2 separate regions of the Ovis aries genome follow, and region 1 is linked to region 2. A link is a contact called in public Hi-C data. All regions are on one chromosome and are shown on one strand. Each heading gives the region's core, a stretch centred on a gene start, on an enhancer-like site or on the middle of the called end of the contact. The rest is flanking DNA. Distances are from core to core; before and after follow the strand shown.

What was found. Hi-C and Micro-C count contacts between places; a contact is called where the count stands out from the background.
Region 1: a Hi-C map of liver shows a contact between it and region 2, with 1.9 times the contacts expected there. The contact joins two enhancer-like sites. A contact is called at or near these places in 5 of 16 Hi-C or Micro-C datasets (hypothalamus, liver, muscle and 2 more).

Annotation. Positions count from the first base shown.
Region 1 is chr5:36,409,023-36,412,878 of ARS-UI_Ramb_v3.0, forward strand. All of the region lies in intron 6 of NSD1 (nuclear receptor binding SET domain protein 1), which reads left to right. Among named protein-coding and RNA genes, the nearest start is that of RAB24, 69 kb to the right of the region's middle. Within about 2 kb of position 1,274, at least 2 of the 54 cell types and tissues checked have an H3K27ac peak or open chromatin away from gene starts, as enhancers often do. A contact at or near this core is called in liver, where this site is marked.
Region 2 is chr5:36,316,811-36,320,699 of ARS-UI_Ramb_v3.0, forward strand. No RefSeq gene overlaps it. Among named protein-coding and RNA genes, the nearest start is that of NSD1, 9.0 kb to the right of the region's middle. Within about 2 kb of position 1,556, at least 2 of the 54 cell types and tissues checked have an H3K27ac peak or open chromatin away from gene starts, as enhancers often do. A contact at or near this core is called in liver, where this site is marked.

The DNA.
Region 1 (3,856 bases), core at 24-2,523, 92 kb after region 2:
AAAAATGCAAAGAGATTTTTCCAGAATTTGTTGCATGCAGCTTCAGTTGCTCAGTGTAGTTGAATACAAAGTGGAGTTTTGAATAAGGTATGAAAAGAAAACAAATAATGGATACTAGGATAAAAATGTGTGAAATTTTGAACAAAGTCTGTAGTTTAGTTAATAATGTTGTATCACATGTTAATTTCTTAGTTTTGTTTGTTTTTTACAGAACATAGTATTTCTTTAGGTTCTCAGAATTGGATTAGAAATTTCAAGCCTCATTCAAAAGGTGTTTTAAAATCACTAAGATGATAAGCTTTCTAAACTTTTAGCTGTAATACTTGATGCCAAAATGCATGGAATTATATCAAAGTTTTGAGTGAATATAAATTAGAAATCTCGCATTCAGATTAAGTCAAACAAATGGAATGAATGTCATAAAATTTTTTGCTAGACAATAACTCATTTTTTCCAAAATATATGTTATACATAATATATATATATATGCATACACCCACACAAAAGCTTTTCTATTATGCTTATAAAGACTTAAGAAAGAAAAATTTTTTAAAAAGGATGGAGAAATTAGAAAACATGCTGAATAAAATAGTAGCACTGATTTTGAAATAGAAGAAGTAAAATAAACTAGATAATTTAAAAATCATCATAGAGTGTACTTGTTTTTAAACATGACCACTCATTAGAAACACTTCTAGAGCTTTGGAGAAAAAAGTACTATCTGGGCATTTGTATTCTTCAAGAAATCCCAAGATAATTTTGATATGCATCTGGATTTTAAAAAGTACTTACAGGTTTTTCTATAAAATAGTATTTTAGTCTTAAAGAATTCTAGTATTTTTTTTGACTGTTACTGTTTTTTGTTGACTGTCATGATTTCTTTTAGACATCGGTGTTCTCTTGTAGATCACTGAGTTTCCTTAATACAATTGTTTTGAATTCTTTGATAATTCATAGATCTCTGTTAGTTTATGGTTAGTTTCTGAAGATTTATTTTGATTCTTTGGGATGTGTTTCCTTGTTTCTTCATATATTTCATAATCCCTCCTACCCCTACCCCCCTGGCCCTAGTTTCATGCATTTGAATTTGATTAAACAGCCACTTTTTTGTGTCTTTACAGACTGGCTTCATATAGGGGAAGGCATACCAATCATATTGGCTAGAGATTCTGGGGACCTCTGGAATCTTTGTAGAATGGGCTTCTGTGGGCTTGTGTGTGTAGTTTCCTAATCAGAGAGGTTTGTCTGTTTCTTTTTCAGGAGTTTGCAATCTCTTGCTTCCTCTTGTGTTTTTCTGCAGTACTGCAAGTTAGTTGTTGCTATTGCAACAAGCTTTCTCACTGTCTTTAATTCTCAGCAGCTCCCAGGTATCTGAAGAAGCCAGCTCTCTGTTAGCTTCCACAAGCAGGCCAAACAGGTACTAGTCCCTTGGTCAATTTTCTAAAAATCCAGATTTCCAAATACTCCCTCTTTTACCTCCGTTTGTAGAGAGAAGCCAGGAGTTTAGTACTTTCTCCCAGTCTTACCAATCTGGCCCCTGTCTATGTCACTATAGCCCCTCTGGTTCCACAACATGTTCCCTCTCTCCCTTATTTGTAGTGCCTCCAAGAGTCCAAACTGTGTGACTTCTCTTGGGTTCCCAGTCAGATTAGACAGAAACGAAAAAACTGCAATGTTGGACACCTCCAACATTCAGCTTTAAGGGGGAGCTCAATTGTGCTTGCTTTTAGAGTGGCAGTCTCAGGTAAAGTGAATTGGCTCTTCTAATCCATTTCAGTGCTGTTTTTCATGGGTTTGCACTTGCCCTGGGGTACTGTAACTTCTTAACTGATTCTGCCTTCCTGCTGTACAAGTTTTGAGGAACTGCCAGAATGTTTTGCAAAGGTGTCTACCTTTACATATACACCTATTTGACAAAGCTGTCCTGGCTGGTGTCAAGTGGTATTTCATTACTATGATTTTGATTTGCATTTCCCTGATGACTGACCATATTGAACATCTTTTTTTATATGTTTTTTGATCACTTAAAATGTTTTTTGGGCTGTTTGTCTTTATTATTTAATTGTAAGAATTCTTTACATGGTCTCTATATAAGTCCACTATTAGATATGATTTGCACATATTTTCTCATATTTTGTGGGTCACCATTTTTATTTATAATCATATATTTTGAAGCACAGACATTCTTAATTTTGACAAAGTCTGATTTGCCCATTTTTTCTTTGGTTCTTTGTGCTTTTGGTTTCATAGCTCAAGTAACCATTGTTAATCTAGTTGTCTCAGCACCATTTGTGAAGAAGGGTATTCTTTCCCCATTGAATGGTCCTGGCACCCTCTTTGAAAATCTTTTGACCATAAATGTGATAGTTTATTTCTGGACTCTCAATTCTTTTTTATTACTATATATGTCTGTCTATATGCCAGTACCACAAATTCTTAATCTTTGTAGTAATTAATTAGTGTAGCTCTGAAATCAGAAAGTACAAGTCTTCCAACGTTATCCCTTTTCAAGACCATTTTGACTCTTCTGGATTTTTGCATTTCTGTATTTATTTTAGGTGCTTCTTATCATTTCTGCTGAAAAGCCAGCTGGGATTTTGATAGAGGTTGTGCTGAATCATAGGTCAATTTGAGCAGTGTTGGCATTGTAACAATGTTAGGTTTTCCAACCTATGAACAAGAGATGGCATTTCATTAATTTAGGTCATCTTTGTTTTCTTTCAACAATGTTTTGTAGTTTTCAGTGTACAACTCTTGCATTTCTTCTGTTCGTTTTGTCCCTTAGTATTTTTATCCTTTTTTGGTGCTATTATAAATAAGATTATTTTCTTAGTTTCATTCTTGGATTTCCCATTGCTAGTATGTAAGAAATATAGTTGACTTTAAAAAAAATTTTTTTACTTAATTTTTTAATTGAAGGATAATTGCTTTACAGAATTGTGTTGGTTTCTGCCAAACACCAACATGAATCAGACATAGGTATACATACGTGCCCTCCCTTTTTGAAGCTCCCTCCCACTTTCCTCCCCATCCTACCCCTCTAGGTTGTTACAGAGCCCCGGTTTGAGTTCCCACAGTTGACTTTTATATATTGATCTTATGTGTTGCAACCTTGCTGAACTTTTTTTTTTAAGCTCTAATCGTTTTATTATGAATTCCTTAGTATTTCCTGGGCTTCCCTAGTAACTCGCATGGTAAAGCATCTGCCTGCAATGCAGGAGACATGGGTTCGATCCCCGGGTCAGGAAGTTCCCCTGGAGAAGGAAATGGCAACCCACTCCAGTATTCTTGCCTGGAGAATTTCATGGACAAAGGAGTCTGGCAGGCTATAGTCCATGGGGTTGCAATGTCTTCAGCCAAAAGAGATGGTTTTGCTTCATCCTTTCTAATCTGGGTAGATTTTGTTTCTTTTTCTTACCTAATTGCCCTAGCTTAATCCTTCAGTGCATTGTTGAGGACAAGTAGAGTGAATAGACACCCTTGTGTTACTCCTGATGTTAGGGAGGAAAGCTTCTGGGATTTCACCATTTAACTATGATATTTATTTACTGGGATTTTGATACACAGCCTTTCAGACTGAGAAAATTCCCTCTATACCCAGTTTGTTTAGTTTTTCAGATTTTTTTTATGTGCTTATTGAGATGATTATTCCTGTTTATTTTGTTTAATATGACCTATTAACTTTCTTACGGGGGCTTGAATTTTCCTGTCCATCAGACTGTAAACTGACGGGAGGGTCAGTCACAATTTCTGAAGGACTTGTCCTCTCTCCTGCTCCCCTTCTGCTTGGTGCCAAAGCACCTTTCCTTGTGGTCTCCTGGAGGTTGACATACGGTTTACTCCCGTGTCGCTATAA
Region 2 (3,889 bases), core at 306-2,805:
ATTCTCTCTCCCTTCAGCCACTCAACCAGATCCCATTACATTTCCTTCATACTCTTCAGAAATATCTTCTGAAAAGAAAAGGAAAAAAAAGATACAAAAGTATCTTCTAAGAACTGAGGCTTAAAACAAAAGTAACTAGAAAGCTATAAATTCAATCTGAGACACTGTTTAAAAAACAGAAAAATCTAATTCTTAAAAGCATGTTTGAAGGCCTTGCTGTTAAAAAAATAAAATCCATCCTATTAAACTGAGGTATTTAATTGAGAAAAACCTAATTTATGAGCTTCATCAAGCTCATATGTGGGAAAGTATCCACATAAGAGAATGGGTATCAGTGGTTTGAAGGATAATCCTGGGGACAATAATGGAGCCCTTTTAAATTTTTTAAAATATTTGTTTATTCATGTATTTCTTTTTGGCTGCACTGGGTCTTTGTTTCGGCATGCAGGCTTTCTATACGTGCGAGTGGAGGCTGCTCTTATTGCAGTGCACAGGCTTCTCATTGAGGTGACTTCTCTTGTTGGGGAGCATGGGCTCTAGGGCCTGTGTGCTTCAGCAGTTGAGGCTCCTGGCTCTAGAGTGTGGGCTCAGAGTTGTAGCACTTGGGCTTAGTTGCCCTGAGGCATGTGAGATCCTTCTGAACCAGGGATCAAACTTGTGTCCCCTGCATTGTCAGGCAGATTCTTAACCACTAGACCACCAAGGAAGTTCCATGGAGCACCCTTAAGAAAGGCCATGTCACAAATGATCTGATAACACAAAGAAGGATAATTGAACAAATTAACATGAACATCAACAATTCTGAACCAAAAAAAGTGATTCAGGAGTCTACATTCAAATGTAAAGAAGTTTTAAAAATACCTTAATTAATTTATAGCACTTTTATTTTTCTGTTTATGAATGCACAAAAATGATATGTGAGTTTTTAAAACTATGAGTAAATCTAAAGGAGCTCCTTATGTAAGTTTAAAATTAAGAATATAAGGAATTAAGAAAAAAATCTTCCAAGATCTCCCAAAGATTCAAGAATATTACAAATCTACAGACGAAAATATGTAGCCAACAAGTCCAGAGATCAGCCAAAGTCACTGAGGGAGGCAGGGTTCATTTAATTCACTTCCACTCTCAAACTGGCCTCACGGCTTGCCTTTGCTCCTACCCCAACCATGTTGGCCTGTGATCTGCCTCAGGTCACTTTAGCCTTGAGAAGTGTCCCACAGGAGGTAACACTCCACACTAACCAATGTGTGCCCAGCGGTGGCTCGTATGTAGGGTTTAGGAAATGTTGCCTGAGGTCAGGGGCCCTGTGCTATGGCTTCTCCTCTGCTTCAGCCAGCCTGAGCCCCAAGGCCTTGACTTCACATGCATCACCCCTTGACCTTTTATCTGGTAGCCATTTCCCCCTAGAACCCTGGAGGGGATCCAATCATGAGTGGAGAGTGCCCACTTGTTAGGTCCAAGCCTGGGCTCTGGCCCCAAGGTCACTCAGCTGTCCTCTGCTTCCTTGAGCCTGCAAGCCCCTCCCTTCCCTCTCACTTCCTATCTCTGGAGAACACAGAGGTACTGGGTGGGACCTCTCTCAATTTCCTTCCCTTCCCACTTAAAACATAGCTGAGGCCCCTTGCCTTTCCCTGCATGTCTCAAATATTAAGGGGTTTCTCATCTGCTCTTTGGGGCACCCATCCCGCTATGGCCCCATTCAAATACCCTGTACCTCCTTGCACCTCCTTGATCTCTCATCATTATCGTACCCCCAACTTCCCCCTCCCAACTGACTTCTTCCCAAAACATTGTACTTATTCAGTGTTATTCATTCAATAAGACATTTAATAAGTTTCATTTGATTTACTCATTCAATCCACAAATATCTGTAAGCATCTACTCTGCACCAAGGCGCTGGCAACACAGCAGTGAATGAGTCCTAACTTCTTGGTATGTCTATTCTAGACAATGAGAAAGATGGAGGTATGGGACCAAAAAAAAAAAAAAAAAATCAGGCAATTTAGACTATAATTTATAAGGGTGGGAGGGATAGATTGGGTGTTTGAGATTGACATGTACACACTGCTATAGTTAAAATAACATGCTTTTCCATAAAAAAAAAGAAAAGACTTTGTACTACTGGCATAAAGATAGATCTATTGAGTCAGTGATAGTGAGGTGGATGAACCTAGAGCCTGTTACACAGAGTGAAATAAATCGGAAATAGAAAAACAAATATCATATATATTAACACATATATATGGAATCTAGCAAAATGGTACTGATTGACCTGTTTGCAGGGAAGGAATGGAGATGCACATGTAGAGAAGGGACTTGTGGACACGGGGGAAGGAGAAGGTAGAACGAACGGAGAAAGCGTTGATATGTATACACTATTGTGTAAAATAGACAGCTGGTGGGAAGTTGCTATATATATATACAGGGAGCCCAGCCTGGTGCTCTGTGATGACCTAGAAGGGTGAGGGGAAGGAGGGAATATATGCATAAGTATGGATGATTCGAGTTACTGTATGGCAGAAACCAATACAACATTGTAAAGCAATTTACCTCCAATTAAAATTAAATTTTATAAAAGATCTATTGGTCAATGGAATAGATTGAGAATTCAAGAAGAAACCCAGGCTTCTATGGTCAACTGATTTTTTCTTTTTCTTTCTTTTTAATTAATTATTTAATTAATTTGTTAAAATTAATTTAATTAATTAAATTTTTGGCCACATTGTGCTGCATGTGGGATCTTAGTTCCCCAACCAAGGATTGAACCCACACCTTTGCATTGGAAACATGGAGCCTTAAGCACTGCACCACCAGGGAAGCCCCTGACTTTTTGGCAAGGGTGTCAAGACCATTATCGAAGAGGAAAAGTCAGTCTGTGTAAAAAAATGCTGTTGGAACAACTAGTTATCCACATGCAAAAGAATGAAGTTGGATCCCTACCTCACACTATAGTAAATTAACTCAAAAGTCCTAAATGTAAGGGCTAAAATTATTTCATGGGATTAAACAATGGTTTCTAAAATATTAAAAAAAACACAGCAACAAAAGAAATAAACAGATAAATTGGACTTCATCAAAATTAAAAGCCTTTGTATTTCAAAGGATACTATCAAGAAAGTGAAAACACAAGTCACAGAATGGGATAAAATATTCGTAAATCTTATATCCAAAAATGACTTGTATCCAGAATACATAGAGGATCCTTATAACTCAATAACAAAAAAAGATATTACCCAATTTAAAAAATGTGCAAAGAATCTGGATAGACATGTCTTGAAAGAAGATACACAAATGGTCAACAAACACAAGAAAATGAGCTCAACATCACTAGTTGTTCAGGAAATGCACACTCAAACCACAAAGGGATACCATTTTGTACCCACTAAGATAATTACACTCAAAAAGGCAGATAATAAAACATATTGGTGAACGTGTGGAGAAATTGGAACCCTTACACATTGCTGGTGGAAATGTAAAATGGTACAGCCACTTTGGTAACATTCTTCAAAGAGTTCCTGATAATTCCTGAAAAGGTTAAACATGGAGTTACCATATGACCAACAATTCCACAATTCCACTCCTAAGTATATATGACAAATAAATGAATTCACATGTCCATGCAAAATTTTGTCCATGAATGTTCACAGCAACATTGTTCATCATAGCCCCAAAGTGAAAGCATCATTGGAAAACAAAACAGCAACTGATAAATGAAATGTGGTATATGTATATAATGGAGCCATAGAAAGGAATGTAGTACTGCTACAAACAACAACATGGATGAGTCTGGAATACATCATGCTCAGTGAAAGAAACCAGACATAAAAGACCATGTACTGTTTGATCCCATTTATATGACATATCCCAAACAGGCAAATCCACAGAGATG